Linked DNA regions of Mus musculus: region 2 is linked to region 1. Evidence: chromatin contacts called from public Hi-C data. All regions are on one chromosome and are shown on one strand. The core of a region is the stretch at or near the end of the contact, and the rest is flanking DNA. Distances in the headings are between cores, read along the strand shown.

The links. Hi-C and Micro-C count contacts between places; a contact is called where the count stands out from the background.
Region 2: a Hi-C map of bone marrow-derived macrophages shows a contact between it and region 1, with 23 read pairs. The contact joins two enhancer-like sites. A contact is called at or near these places in 2 of 15 datasets of contacts at CTCF or cohesin (the NIH/3T3 cell line and pro-B cells), 21 of 484 Hi-C or Micro-C datasets (CD4 T cells, Th2 cells, bone marrow-derived macrophages and 12 more), 2 of 115 datasets of contacts at active chromatin or transcription factors (CD8 T cells and embryonic stem cells) and 1 of 9 other capture datasets (embryonic stem cells).

The regions. Positions count from the first base shown.
Region 1 is chr3:84,620,882-84,623,690 of GRCm38.p6, reverse strand. No RefSeq gene overlaps it. Among named protein-coding and RNA genes, the nearest start is that of Gm46836, 18 kb to the right of the region's middle. Within about 2 kb of position 1,325, at least 34 of the 459 cell types and tissues checked have an H3K27ac peak or open chromatin away from gene starts, as enhancers often do. A contact at or near this core is called in bone marrow-derived macrophages, where this site is marked.
Region 2 is chr3:84,882,333-84,885,472 of GRCm38.p6, reverse strand. The region is part of intron 3 of Fbxw7 (F-box and WD-40 domain protein 7); the gene reads right to left. Among named protein-coding and RNA genes, the nearest start is that of Gm40080, 5.4 kb to the right of the region's middle. Within about 2 kb of position 1,487, at least 56 of the 459 cell types and tissues checked have an H3K27ac peak or open chromatin away from gene starts, as enhancers often do. A contact at or near this core is called in bone marrow-derived macrophages, where this site is marked.

The sequences.
Region 1 (2,809 bases), core at 76-2,575:
AGGGTGTCTCACATGCTAGGAAAGTGTTCCACCACTAGGCCACCCTCAACCCCTTTTCTGTGGGTCTCACTTCTGCACCTGTGCTTCTGGGCTTGAACAAGACCTTTTCAAACAGTACTCAAATAAGAGCTTAGGAACTGACCAACATTCTGTGTGGCCCAGGCAGGCCTGGAACTTGAGATCTTTTTTGCTTCTGCCTCTCAAGTAGCTGGGACTACAAGCTTATACTAGTCTGCATCATCAGATTTTGTTACAATGAAATGCTTATGTAGGCATCGCAGTACACACCCACAATCCCGGCATTCAGGAGACTGAAGCAACAGGATTGCCACGAATTTAAAGGTGGCCTGGGATACCTAGTAAGCTAGCCAAAGCTGCATATCAAAAACTGTTAAGAAGAGAAGGAGGAAGAGAAGGAGAGGGGAAATTATCAGATGTCTCCTGAGTCATCCTTGGGGTTACTTATTCGTCTTTCTAGTGCAGACTGCAGCCACATTGCAGGCAATTTCTCCATTTGGACAAGTGAAAAATGGACTTATCCACTTGACCCAATTATAAGAAACAGAGCTAGGTTGACCCTGGCCTGGGCTGGTCCTGAAGTTACTACCCGTCCATTATCTGTAAAATAAGCCCTGCAAAATCAGCGGTGGAGTAAAAGAGTGCCCTTCCCTGTGAGCCCGTCGTAGCCTGTATTAATATGCCACAGAAGCCTCATAAGCACCCATGCAGCTCATCTTTGGAGCAGAGAGCAAGATCAGACTGCTCCAGAGTAGTGAAATGAAACGAGAAAGGCTGACTCTGCGTGGAGCTCCTGGGTGGCAGCGGTGTATGTGGCAGAGCGTGTTAGCATGCTCACCATCTTGGGAAGCACTGGGAAGCTTTGTGGGGGCTGAGAAGAGGGGAGAAGCTCAGGCAGAGGCTTTCTGGAGAAGTGTGCTTTGGGAGGCAGGGATGGGAAGGCAAAGCCAGCTGCTGTGATGAGCCTGCAGGCTCTGGAGTTAGGTTCCCTCTTACCTCTAGTTCCTAACTCCTATGACTTTGGACAAAGCATTGAACCCCTTTGTGTTTAATGCTGGCTCTGCAGAATGCTGCTAACAGTGCATTTTGACCGGGCCATTCAGAGAACTGAATAAGATAAGTTGTGCAAAGCCTTAGCTTGCTTTACACTACGTGCTCAATGACATTTGCTTAAACTGTGAGGAAAATTTTATTGGAAAGTTACAGGGCAATCCACATAATTATCAGAAGGCAGGGTAACCTAGATCATAAAACAAAGTAGGAACCAAGGACATCTGGATGGCAGACCTGGCAGCCAAAGCTGTATGTGGTGGCAGGTGACAATCGTACCTTCCACCAGAGCTCACACTGTGAGAGTCAGGGCAAGAGAGGTTGGGCACTTCAGGAAGATTCCCACGTGAGTACTGGTGACATAATGACTTATAGGAACAAGAAGTGAGCCTGTGGGTGAGGGATCACAGGAAGAGAAGTTTAGAATAACATGTACGGAGCAGACACACTCTGTGGTTGCAGGGACATCCTCTGGCAGTGCCTTTATAACCAAGAAAGTAAACAGTTTCAAGGAGGAACAACCCAAGGGTTCTTCAACTTCTTTGAAGTCTTCTACTCAATCTTTAAAGTGCTTTTGAACTTAGAAGGTTTTGTTTGTTTTTCTTTTCTTTTTTTTTTAAAGATTTATTTTATTATTATATCTAACTACACTGTAGCTGTCTTCAGACACACCAGAAGAGGACATCAGATCTTATTAAGGATGGTTGTGAGCCACCATGTGGTTGCTGGGATTTGAACTCATGACCTTTGGAAGAGCAGTCAGTGCTCTTACCCTCTGAGCCATCTCTCCAGTCCCTTGTTTGTTTTTCTTTTTGTTTGTCTTCATTTTTTTTTATTTTTTATTTTTTTTCTGAGACAGGGTTTCTCTGTGTAGCCCTGGTTGTCCTGGAACTCACTCTGTAGACCAGGCTGGCCTCGAACTCAGAAATCCACCTGCCTCTGCCTCCCGAGTGCTGGGATTAAAGGCATGTGCCACCACTGCTCGGCTAGATGTTTTACTCATAATGTCTTCTGAATCACAGTATAGTTTAGGTATATATTCATCAATACATACAAATATAAATATATGTGTGTATATATAAATATACATGTCAAGACTATATTAGATATTTTCTATTATTTTGCCTTCAGATCTTCAAATAAAATGGATGACTAGGAATGTAACAGAGATAGAATACTTGCTTCATTCACATATAGAAAGCCCTGGGTTGGGGCTGGTGAGATGGCTCAGTGGTTAAGAGCACCGACTGCTCTTTCAAAGGTCCTGAGTTCAAATCCCAGCAACCACATGGTGGCTCACAACCATCTGTAACAAGATCTAACACTCTCTTCTGAAGTGTCTGAAGACAGCTACAGTGTACTCACATATAATAAATAAATAAATCTTAAAAAAAAAAAAGAAAAAGAAACTTCTTAGGATATCAATTCAAGTCCAAAGTGAAAGAAAGAAAGAAAGAAAGAAAGAAAGAAAGAAAGAAAGAAAGAAAGAAAGAAATCCCTGGGTTTAGTCCCTAGGATCACAGGAGGAAAGGAGAAAAGAGGGAAGAAGGGAGGGAGGGAAGGATGAAAAGAGGGAAAGAAGGAAGGAGAAAGAAGGGGAAGGAGAAAGAAGGAAAGAAGAAAAGGAGGGAGAGAGGGAGGGAGGGAGGAAGGAGAAGGAAGGAAAGGAGGGAGGGAGAGAGGGAGGAAGAAAAGAAGGAAGGAAGGAGAAGGAAGGACAGCTTTACTTTCACTCCTAAAA
Region 2 (3,140 bases), core at 238-2,737, 260 kb before region 1:
AGTCAACAGTGGTGGAAGGGGTCAGGGGGTAAAGCTGCATTGTTTAATCTCAGCTCTGTGGCATCAGGAGATCAGAGCTGACAAACAGTCATGTGATCCTATCATCAGGACACCAGATCACAAGCAACTTAGCAATGAGTGCACACACTGGGAGAAGATAAAAACAACCTGTTTTATAGAACCCTGGCTCAAGGAGGGGAGAGGAAAAGGGGTGGGAGGAAGGGGACATAAGTAGAGGACATGGGGGGTGGGGGTGGGGGGAGAGGCAAACCTCATAGCCTGAGAGCTGTGGGCCATCCCTCTTGTCAGCCCTCTCCTAGCTGTCTGGAGGAACTTTTACTGTAATAAACTGCTTGCTCAGCTCTTCTGTAAACCCATTTGAAATTCCCTCAGATGGCAGGCAAGAGCTAAGGGAGCCGGATAACAAGGGTAAGAATGAGATACAGAAACTGATAGAGCATATCGCCTGTAAAATGGGTGATGTCTGTCCTAATGTGTCTACTGAAAACTACCTGGCACAATATTCCCATTCATCTTCAAGTCAGTTAATTTACTTTAACACACCTCCTTATTCACTACTCAACCAGTGAGGGAGGGGGGCTATTATGAGAGCCTATAGGCATTCAAACTGTAAGGTGTCAGAAAATCATTTCTACTTGTGCTTGTAAATAAACAGAAGACTTTTCTAACTTACTAAGAAGTAGGGCTGGAGACAGCAACCAGTAAAGTGCTTGCCACGCAGGAGGACCTGTGCTCAATGCCCAGACCCCAAGACCCGACTAGTGCTTCTGATCTTAAAACCTATTTGGAAATTTAAGTCTCCCAGCAGGAGACAGAAGGAAGGTCCCTGGAGCTCACTTGTCACAAAAACAAAACAAGGTGGACAGTGTGTGAGGAATAACTTCAGAGGCCGACCTCTGACCTCTACGTGTATGTGCACACAAAGATGCAGGGACACACCAGTATGTGTACATAATACCATGTCTGGAAAATCTGATTCCACTAGCATTTGGAAAGTGTTAATACTGTCAAATTAACAGGACCTACAACCACCCAGGAAAGCAGATTTTGCCCTTGCCTGTACCTGTCTCCTCAATTAGGTTAACTGATAACTTAGGCTCTAAAGACCCACCCTAAAATTAGGAAGTAGCATTCCTTTACAGGCTGGGTCCTGAACTGAACAGAAAGGGGAAGCATTGCTGGGCAGCAAGAATGTAACCTGAATGTCACTGGAGGGTCCCCTCATGACAGCCCATCATCAACTGTGAGCCAAAATCAGCCCTTTCTCTTAACAAAAAGTTGCTTTTGTTAAGGGCGTTTTATCACAGCGACTGGAATGAGGTGACATGCTGACCCTCTTATTCAGCAGTCACATGGTAATTTGTCTTGTAAACATATCTCACCGCATGTCCTCCTTTGGAGTAGTGCTTCAGGGATCACGTGCCTCACTCAGAAAGGAGGGGGAAGTAAAAACTAGAGCTGCAGAGATAGCTCAGCCTGTCACGTGCTTGGTGTTCAAGCATGTGTTCCTGACGCCGATGCCCGGTACCCACGGGCAGGCCAGGGGCAGCTCCCAGCACTGGGAAGAAGACAAGAAGATTCCTGGTGTTTACCGGCCATCTAGTCAGGTCCAGCCAGAGACCCCGTGTTAAAGACAAGGTAGGCTGTTGCTGTGTCTGAGGAGATACAACAGCTCAGGTTGTTCTCTGGCCTCCAGATGCACGTGCAGAGTTAGGTGTGCCTACACACACATGCACATCTGCGTACACACATTCACGCTATATTAGTAACCACTGGCAAAAGCTGTGTAATGGGATACAGGCATCTTTATTTTGTTTAAAAAAAAAAAAAAAAACTTATGTGTATGAGTTGAGTCTACGCTGCATACGTGCAGTGTCTACAGCGGCCAAAAGAGAATGTTGGATCCCACTAAGCAGCCTCGCATGGATGCCAGATGTTGAACTCAGGTCCTTTGCTAGAGTAGTATATGCTCTTAACTGCTGAGCCATCTCTCAAGCCCTGGGTTCTTTTGAGAGCCATTGGTTCTGAGAACACACTGTCATTCTTAACTTGTTCTGCATGTTGCATGCAAGTTTTCCTTTTCTTAAGGATTGTTTTTGTAAAGAATCCGTTTTGTAAAATGTAAAATCGTGCTTCAGACTGTTGATGGTGTTGAGATAGAATAAGCAAATGGTTTTCATTTTATCCAACCACTGTAGATGTCTGCTACGAGGGCGATTCATATGCCATTCTTGTCACTTACTTTGTTAGGTTACAGTTAAATTCCGGTGCAACTGGAATTACTGAAACAGAAAAGGCAAAAACTGCCCTGGAGCAGCTGCTGGGCCCTTTAGGAAAGCCAACACTGAAGAGCACAGGTGTGGCTGATGCTGCTTGAGGTTCTTAAGCGCCCTTTAATGGCTTTGGAGTGGGGAGTGTGCGAGCCATCTCGGAAGACAGCAGTGGAGAAGGAGCCAGTGGTTTTGTTTTTGCCACAAGTTCTAGGAATCTGCCCTGGAAGCAGTGCCCTTGCTCCCATGGGATGGCTCATCTCGTTGAGTTTTAAGAATCAGCCGTGTTGGTGGCAGCGGATACGGTGAGAGCAGAGTGGAGAGCCTGGGGAAGGCATGCAGGGCAGGGAAGCCAAAAGCAGCAGCTTTGCAGGGACGAGTACTGGAGACAAGGAGCTAAGTGTTGCGGAGCTGAATTCACGAATTGGCAGTGGGTGCAAAAACAGTGTTTAAGGGAAAGGAGCCGAGTCAGAGCCGTGACACTTTACTTCCAGCTTCAGACATGACTAGTTCTTGTTTGTTTGTTTTGTGTGTGTGTTGTCTTGTGTTCAATTCACACAGTTACTCTGGATGTTATGATAAATTTCCTCTACACATATATAATACTGAGTTGGCAAGAAGAATTGGGAAGTGGCTTCCATGGGCACATGTTAAGAGCAGTAAGTGGCATCCTCTAGAATCTAAGGTCTGCATTTGTTGCTTCTGTGTAAGCTAAGCCACCCAAAGAGGCACCCTTTAACATGTGCCTTGTATCCAGGTTAACTTTAGGAGCAACTTGAAAGTCCTTAGTTACTCAGAGGTTGGGAGTCAGGACACTACAGCTTTTTCTCAATGTACACTTTAATACTG